Regions from separate parts of the Zea mays genome. Here region 2 is linked to region 1. A link is a contact called in public Hi-C data. All regions are on one chromosome and are shown on one strand. The core of a region is the stretch at or near the end of the contact, and the rest is flanking DNA. Distances in the headings are between cores, read along the strand shown.

Evidence for each region. Hi-C and Micro-C count contacts between places; a contact is called where the count stands out from the background.
Region 2: a Hi-C map of endosperm shows a contact between it and region 1, with 1.8 times the contacts expected there. The contact joins the promoter of LOC103654750 here to the promoter of LOC100277894 in region 1. A contact is called at or near these places in 11 of 25 Hi-C or Micro-C datasets (bundle sheath, ear, endosperm and 4 more).

Annotation. Positions count from the first base shown.
Region 1 is chr4:235,357,028-235,362,069 of Zm-B73-REFERENCE-NAM-5.0, reverse strand. It overlaps LOC100277894, which reads right to left and starts at 2,756. Exons shown (of 4, transcript NM_001361302.1): 1 at 2,618-2,756; 2 at 2,306-2,493; 3 at 2,042-2,195; 4 at 1-572. The coding sequence starts at 2,695. The coding sequence ends at 345. LOC542145 (potassium channel 3) reads right to left here. Exons shown (of 11, transcript NM_001111770.3): 10 at 4,731-5,042; 11 at 4,490-4,620. The coding sequence ends at 4,508.
Region 2 is chr4:235,519,309-235,523,849 of Zm-B73-REFERENCE-NAM-5.0, reverse strand. It overlaps LOC103654750 (ubiquitin carboxyl-terminal hydrolase 15), which reads right to left and starts at 2,973. Exons shown (of 15, transcript XR_566309.3): 1 at 2,681-2,973; 2 at 1,556-1,957; 3 at 1-191.

The sequences.
Region 1 (5,042 bases), core at 1,507-4,006:
AAGCAAATGCGATGAGTACATTGCACTTGCTGCATATGGCGAAGGCACATGCCTCCTGCCTGATGAGTTCTGGTCAAGCGTCGCAATGAAGCTATAGTACCAGCCTACCAGGTAACAATTGAGAAACATGCTTCCATTGCCGTGAAAGAAGTGCCATACGGTGTTCTTCGGCGAACAACCAAAAAAGACATTCGGTGTTTCTTGGACCCTGCCAGATTTCTTCCACCTGTACAACCGATGCAATGCGTCAAGCATGAAACCGAAAGAAGTCACCGGGCGTACCGATGCAGGCGCCCTCGCTCGCTTTCCTTACGCACGATTGGACCTGAAGTAGCACTTCAAGTTCAAATGGTAGCTTGAGCTGCCTCTTGATCCCCATCGTCCACCTGTGACTGAAAGGCTTTCTGGAGCTGCTGCTGAAGCAGCGCTCTGAACTGGCGGGCTGAAGCCAGGCTCTCCTCCATCTTTGCCTTCTTAGCAGTCAGGTCGGACTTCCTAGCTTCTGCAGCAGCAATCTCCGTGTTGTTCGAGTACATCTCGCTGCTCTGCAGCTCTTGCAGTGTAGATTTCAGCTGTAGTAGTTACAGGAACCGTCCGTTAATTAGAAGCAGATGCAAATTCACAACATCAGCAGAACAGTAATTCGGTCCTATATGAATGCACAGCGACACAAACAATGCAAATAATAATAATAATAATAATAATAATAATAATAATAATAATAATAATAATAATAATAATAATAATAATAATAATAATAATAATAATAATAATAATAATAATAATAATAACAATGTAGGTGTAAGTGCTTGGTGGGATCTTGATCAATGGCTCTTTATTCGTTGGCTCAGGTCAGTAGATCTTGAGCTGTGTGCCATTTGGGATAGTTCCTCGCTGCTGTGCTCAATTATTGCACTGCAAACCTAACAAGATGGACCCGATCAAAAATTTCTTAGGAGAGCAGACTCTTATATACAAGAATAGCTCATCTTTTAAATACATATTAATGTTATTTGGACAGGCCGTCTTTTAAATTCATATAAATGTTATTTGGATGCTTGTGAAGTTAATGGTCATGTGCGGACCAAGATCCATGACTCTCCATGAATTGTTTTCATGCATCCAGCGAGTAAAGTTATAGCTACTATGATAAGGTAGACTGACAGAGAATCCACCAAGATGTTATATATGTATGTGTGTGTACACACACAGCTCCCATGAACATCTATTTCTTGCTACCTAGGGCAAATAGAACAAAATTACCCAGCAACGTTCCTTTTTACAGATCTAGTATCGACAATAACTTTATGATCCAAGTACAACCATAAATAGCGCCCTATCCTTCTCGATGATAACATCACACATATAAGAGATACATTAGAATCTATCAGAAGATCATTTGACACCATAAGTTCATAAGACATACCTGTTAATGTTCATATAATTTAGTAAGGGATAGACCAAATAAAATACATGTTAGCCTTTACTGATCATCACATAAGTCATAACTCATAACCATGCTCTTTTTCGCTCTGTTTGCATAGTGAAGCCACAATGTTTGTTCGGACCAACACAGGCTTGACAATAATTCAAATCCTTCTCAGGAGGCAACAACCATGGCCCAAGAATTTATCACCCGCATTGATCCGGTCCATCTGAAATGCAATGAAATGGCAAGGCAACAATTTGACTAAATGGCAAGGCAACAATTTGACTAGATGGCAAGAGCTAGCTTCCAGCTTCCCATGTGGTCCCTTCCATCGGGCAGGCCAACAAAGATCAATCAACAAACTACAGGCTACTGGCTAGTTTTTAGACGAGAAGACGGGCTAGTGTATAGATCAGACCAAAGCATATTAAACACATCTGCCCTATACCCTATTATTGCCGGTTGATCTGAGCAAGCCCAAGCGAACAGAATTAGTAACGATTTACCAGTTTCACCCAGATGCCAAGCAACTAGTTGCAACCAGGCTGAACTGTGAATCTGTGATGAGCTCAATAGATAATAGTTTATGGATGTAAAGTATGGGGACCATACTCGAGATACCAAATCCCTCAGCCTCTGCACTTCCTCGCGAGTCTCCGCCTCGAACCGCCGCGACTCCGTCTGGAACTCCTCCATGTCCTTCCTCTTGGCCTCGTAGAAGCGGTCCCAGCCTTGTTCCCTCCTCTCAGCCTCCTCGATCTCACCCCTTACCGAGCTGCGCGCCCGATTAGAGCATGCAGATTAACCAAAAACGAAATGCCCTGAGTTGTTTCAGGGTGGAGGGAGAGAAAGTGAGATGGGCTGCCTTTTGGCTACCTGAGGTCGCGGGCGACAAGGAGGCGGCGCGCGCGGGCGGCGTCGATGTCGGCGCGGGCGGCGAGGGCGCGGAAGGCGAGGTCGGCGGCGCGGCGCTCGAGGAGGAGACGGCGGCACTCGAGTCGGCGCGTGGCGGCGAGCTTGGCCGAGAGAATACGGGACTTGGCGGCCTGGGTCTCCTTCTCCGCCTGCGCATCAAGGCAAGGGGAGGAAAGGGGCGCCGCGGTGAGGCCACGGAGTCAGGGTTTGGAGGGTTTCGGGGAGGAGGCAGATGAAGGAATTCGAGATGAGGAGGGGAGCGTCGTAGGAGACGTTGAGGAGGGCGAGGCGTTGGTTGCGGGCGTCCTCCATCTGCCGGACGCGTTCCTCGAAGGCGGCGGAGAGCTCCATCGTGGCGGGCTGGCGGCCGTCAGCGGAGGTGAGCGGTGGTTTGGGTTTGATTGGGCGGGAAATGTTCGCGGCTTGACCGTCTGGACAGAAACGGACGCTCACGATCAGAGACTGTCTACATACAACTTTTATTTTAAATAATATCTCTATCAACAATTCTAAGACTTTTCTATCTCTACAACTAAAAAACCTTCAAGAGAATTTCTATTTCTTTTCTAATTATCTATTTTCATTTTAAATAATTATCAAATTTTGAATGCTCTAGAGATAATAATTAATGGCTAAAATTAGTTAGCGACATCTAAACTCTAGCTAATAATTCAGTTATTAGCTATTTTTAGTAAATTAGCTACTAGTTATTTTTCCCATTCATGAGTGAGGTAGAAATATTGATTTTTCTTTGTAATAACAGCATGGAGACATCTTAGACCAGCTATTACTAAGACGCGTATTTTTGCTATTATAAACCACATTCTAAGCGGCTTCGACATAATAGTCGCAACAATTTGTGATTAGTTAGGTCATGTTTGGTTTCTTTAGTTTAGGGACTAAAATTTAGTCCATAACATTTTTGGTTTTAGAGGCTAAAAATACTAAGAATATACTAAATGACTCATAAGAAGACTAAAATGACTCTTAACATTCTCCTGCTATTAGTATAATTGAACTAAATGAGGGGTAAATGTGTAATTAATATGATTTAGTCCATTTTAGCACATATGTGAAGGACTAAAGACTAAATCATTTTAGTCCATATTTTAGTCCTAGTGTTTGACAAAAAAGGGACTAAATGAGACTAAAAACTAGAGACTAATCTTTAGTCCCTCTAACCAAACACCCCCTTAAAATGACCCTTTCTACCGTGTTCAACCGTCACAATAGAATTATTAGGCAACTTAAAACAGAGCAGGGGCAAAATGGTCTGTTCACGTGGCTAAAAACATAAAAGAGAAAAAATAGTTTAAATTGACTAATAATTCTATTGTAACGGTTGAACGCGGTAGAAAAGACTGTTTTATCGAATTCCAAATTGTAGGGACTATTACGTAGAAGCCGCTTGGAATGAAATTTATAATAGCAAAAAAAAAAAGCTCTACTAAAACACCCGCTCTGCATCGCTAAACTCTTTGAAATGCTTTGTTTGAGATTTGCCATTGGTGCCGAAAAAGGGGAACAAGAGTAAGTCATGATGTCCTCCCTAACATGACCTTGTTTAGATTTGTTGACAATCAAACCCCTGCTGGCCTGTAGGCTGCATAAAGACAATCCTTTCTAGACATTTCATCTCAGGATGTTTCTCATAGTTCTGAATCACAAGCTTTCATTTTATGCCATGATACTGCATTAGTGGTTAATTCCCCATTACTGGTGTTTTTATTGTCTCACCTTTATTTAGTTATCTAAAAAATTACTAATGGAATTAACTAGCAAACTATTAACTAATTTACTAAAAATAGTTAATAGTTAAACTATTAGTTAGGTTGTTTGTATGTCTCCAACTAATTTTAAACACTAACTATTAGCTCTAATGCATTCAAACACCCCGTAAGTTCGGTTTGTGGAGATTCTATTGTTTTATCAAATAAAAGAAAAAAAAACAGGAAACCGCCTCGCATAACTTTTGCATGAGATAGCAGCTTATGCAAGAACAGATATTTATACAATGTCAGAAATGATCAGAACAATTTGTAAAACGGTATTCCTCTTCATATCTCCACATGCATATCTCGATTTACAATCTGCTGCTTTTGCCAGATTGGAGGACTTGAATCCTCTATTGTTACGTTAGGTTAATTCAATGTTATTCTGGTTTTACATCTGAAGAAGGAATAGGTGGTCACCATCTCGTATAACACTAATGTCATCTATCTCAGCATAGTCTCCACTGAATAGTTTTGTAGGGCGGAGACCCGGAAACTTCTGGCCTGAAAATGTTAGAAAAAAACTATTATAAATTCCTGTGTGCATCTCCTAGCTGCATGCTATCAAATATGCATAACCAAATCATGATCAAAATCTCCAAACTTTTCCTTACATCCAATTTCGAAGATCTCGTCCAGTGAACCAGGCAGGTTGATAAGCTTCCCGTTCTGTACTAAAGAACCTGCTGCATTACGAGGATATGTGTGAATTGTGACCCTTTTGTTGGATGATTTTATGTTACTGCTATCTTGGTTTTCTCTCATAGTTATGCCATCGGATGTATTGTGGGAAGACCCCAGCCTCACCGTTTCATGGTCTGTTTGCCAATGGCTTGCTGCGTCACAATCTTCAGAATTTATATGAATGGAGACTTCTTTGGTTTCACAATTTATGTGAACCTCATTGCGTTCGCCTTCTTCGCCTG
Region 2 (4,541 bases), core at 1,724-4,223, 160 kb before region 1:
AAGTATCGAAGTTCAAGTCACGCAAGTGAATGTCACCACCCGGAAGAGGTGAATTTAAGTTAGTCAAGAACGGCATCTGTTCAGTAGCCTCAGTGCTAGATCCACCAAAGCTGCTAGAACCACTACCAAGCCACTTTTGGCATGTTTCCTTATGTCCTTGCCTCCAGTGTACTATTTGACACTTCCCAGAGCTGCATCACATTCAAAATGATTATGACTTTATGAGGTGTCATTGACATAAGGGCAAGATAGTGTACACAGTAGTTAGTACACAATGAAGACAATTAACACAGTAATGGTGCAAGAACAAATTCAATCAATCAGTCACAAAGAATATTGCATTATGTCAAAGAGCTTATATCTGCAATGCTACTTCTAACCATGTGCTGGATCTACTGTGATGATGAGGTGATTAATTTTAACATCTTAGTAGGCACATTTAACATCTTGACCAACTAGCCTAAGGTGAATTAGATATAATTAGACAATAAGTCATCAGTTCAAGCCTACTTACTAGTCTAATACAAATTCTAGCCAGGAGAGATTAATGCCACACAGTGGAGGGCTAAAGCAGTAGAGACTAGAGAGACAAAAATCTTATTGCTAAATATCAACCTGAGGTCCACAGAAACAGGTCAGTCCCTAAGCTTCAAGTTGGCCATGAGCCCGTGACTATCTAAACAACATAATGATCTGCATGGTTTTTCAATATAGAAATAGGCCACAAAATCAGGCAACCCACTCACTACCAGATGAAGGTGAAAATAATAACCGCAAGTACTGACACTGATGTCAAGTCGGCCAAAATACTAGTAGTGTGCTGCAACAGTGCTTATCCGTAGACAAATTTGTTGACTAGTTGCTAGGCACATACAAGTATACAACTTGGATATATAGATAAATCAAGGATTAAAACTTTTCAATCTGAAAATTTCGTTGCTATTGCTTAGCATTAGAGAGTAAAAAGCCAATTAATCATATTTCATGACTAATCAACAAAGCTGCGTCTAAAACTGCTTGGACCTTAGTTACGAATCCATATCACACGCATGAAAAGCAAGGGTGCTCCTATTTGATCATAAGAGTGAGTTAGAATCATGAGCTTAGACCGTTAGATTATCAACATGGCCAATAACAACATGAATGATAAAAATTGGGGAAACAATCTCTCCTTCATTACACAAATCAGAAATTCCTGTTTGTGGTGGGGAGGAGTTAGATTGGGACACCCAGAAGATCAATTTTAAAAACTCTCCTTCATTACAGAAATCAGAAATTCCTTAAAAAATGGCGCTCTCTTATATGAAATTAATTTGCCACCTTCCGCAGTCCCACTATGTCAGTATGCCATAAACTAATATCTCAGTGCAAAAAAACAAAATCTAAACTAGCTTTAGTAGAATTGTTTTTATTGCTAAGTGGAACAGGTTAGATAAACTGGAGAAGGATGAGTGATGGACCAGATCTTTGAATTTCAAATAAGCCTGATCAGGCATGGTTTCTTTCAATACATAAACTGATTATAGAAATGGATACAGACAAGAAAAAAAATTACCAATATCTAACAGCCTTGCATCTGGAGCAACGAGTCTTTGCAGGGGCATGGCAAGTTGCACATTCATGGTATTCCTGTCTTAATGCAGGCATAGGTCTGAAATAGGGCATAGTTCTCAAGGAAGACCCTGGCAGAATAATGTCTGGGCACGCCATTGTTTCCTCTCTATAGGCTTCTTCTGCAGCTCGCTGAGCAAGCACACTTACCCTTGCCTTCTTACTTGCAGCATCATGCCATCTCCCGAGAAGAAAATAAGCTACCACAGGAAGTACAATGAAGACAAGAAAGAGTGCAGGCAAATCAGCTTCCCTCGGTTGGAGCATGTCCCTAACAGAATACTGAGATCCAGCTCCAGAAGCTATCTATTTCAGCTCGGAAAAACATTCCAGAATACTTATTGACCTACAGGAAAGAGAATATTAAGAAAATGAAAATAAGCCTACATTTTATTCTGCCATAAAATGGAATGAAATAAGAAAAAGCTAAAGCCTCCAAAAACTTTAGGGACAAGCAAGACCCAGCTTAAGCTTCCACAATAAACTGTTATTTTTGCAACAGAACCAAAACAGCTTTTTGAAAAAAGGCTGACTGGGTCTTCATTTTAGGAGTGGTAGGAGTTTACTTGTGCTGGATTCACAACATTTGGGGCTTCCAGTGCGAAGTTGGTCTAACCTTGTATGATGATTTCCATGGCTTTGGCTCACAAGCCCACAGGAGCACAGCAGCTCAGGAGCGTGAAATCGGTACTAACACTCGTACCCCTACACCTTAAAAAATCGACAGAGGAACGAAAAAAACTAGCATGTACTACACGGCAGCACATTCACAAGCGCAAAAGTTCCAAATGAGAGATTTCTGACAAGAGTGCCCAGGCCCTGATATCAAAATGAGAACCCTAGAAGCTCCCAGATCCCCAGCACTAAGCCGCATGCCAACACGGCCACTGAAATGCCCCACTCGACTCCACCGACACGACCATCCGCAGAAGAAGAACAAAGCAGCCGGATTCCATTGCTTCCCAGCTACCGACTTGCGCGAAAAGCGGGCGGACCTCCGGCCTAAAAATTCGATGTTCGCAACAAAAGGCACGGGAGGAGAGCAGGAAAAACAGCGCCTAGGGTTTACCGAGAGTAGGAATGGCACTCCGGCCGGATCTCCAGCCAGATAACGCAGGAGGCGCAGGGCCACGGCCGACGGCTGGCCCGAGAGAGATCGAGGCCGGGGGACAGTGCGGCGCCCCTTCGGCGGCGGGAAGGCGATTGGGAATCGGGAGCGGTGGTGCGAGCACTGGCTCCGGATGCTCTCCAGTCTCCAGTGATGAGTCTCCAGTCGCTTGGCTACTGTGCTCTCTGCCGTCTCTGCGCTCCAGAGTCTCGATCGGGGTGTCGTGAAGAATTTGCTACGCTCCGCGTACCTGCTGGGTCTCCAGTCTTCATTTTAGGAATTTTCTCGGCCGTCCGATGGAACGATTGGCGGTGGAGATAAAAAGGTGTTTTTATTTTGTTTCTTCTCTACCTCTACCTGCCCGATTGATCATGGATCTGTAATAGGGATGGCAATGAGAATTACTCATGAGAAAAATAGCTCATCATTGTTAGATAAATACATTTGTATAATGAATGATCTTTTAATAAGATAATTATTTATTTTTATCATAACTAACTAGTATATAAAAACATAGTTAGGTGCAAGTTTATCAGGTCTCCGCGGAGAATGGGATAGGGGACGCTTTATCATCCTTAAACTCGTTTATCCGTCGAGGAAGTTTTTTTTCCCGTTTACATCCTCGTGGGGAAAGAAACTTCACATTTCATAATGGAGGAATTCTCCGTAGAAAATCGGGGATCGGAGTCCATTGTCGTTTCTAATCTAGAACCATCGGGGGAGTACAAGCCTGGATATTTTATTATGATATTAATAATTTTTTGTATTTTTCCTTTAGTTATGAATAAATAGAATATAGAATATCTTATGCAAATTCATACACTTATCTTTTTGAATGATAGATATAAGGAATAATTGGATCTATATCGTTAAAAGATTGCAACTTTAGATATATATCATTGATTTTACATGTCATTCACTCATGTAAACCCCACATGTAAGTGAGATAGCAATGGTATATATCGAACGATTTTCCACCTTTTCCACTACAGAGAGCAATTAATGAAAAAATATGTACATTTTTATTCTTGTTTTTCATGATATACTTAACAACATAACTAAAGATTAACACTAAATTGCATTCATATTTATTATAAACTATTAAATTTATTTTAATAATTCGGATGTCTGAATCCATCCCTGCCCTAAGGGAATGAGTGAACACTGAACGCATTACACAATCCAACCTCCATCCCTCCCCTCGCCATAAGAGGTGAGCTACGCTGCAATGGATTGGCCCCCGAGTAAAGATTTCAGCAGATCTCTATATACCCTTTGTTTTTTTTTTTGCTTTACTTTATTTCTAAAATAAAATTAAAAAGAGAGCATACGTCAAATACCAATTGGGTGACTTAGTTCATTTAAATGGCCAATATGTAAATATCAAACGGGCCAGCTTAACTTGAGTTCACCGGATTTTAGTTGCCCAGATAAAAAAAAATAGAAATTACCAAGTGTATACTATTTAGACATCATTCAAATATCTATTAGACATTATTATACCATGGAGCAGGCCACAAAATCGTGTGAATCTCACGAGTTACAACAAACACATGGCAATGACGTTTTTAGATAAACTATTACTCTCGCACTCTAAATTATATATCTTTAAAAAAACTGAACGATTCATGATTTAGAAGGAAGCGAGAAATATGTCGGAAGAAAACCGAACAGTACATGACGCTGGAAAGTGGTCGATGATTTCCTAAAAAGTCGTGTACAATAACCAAATTGAACTCTATCCAATGAATGAATAATGGATATAAATAAATAAATAAATACAGACGCAAAAAATAAATTTGCAACGCATCCAAACCTGAGC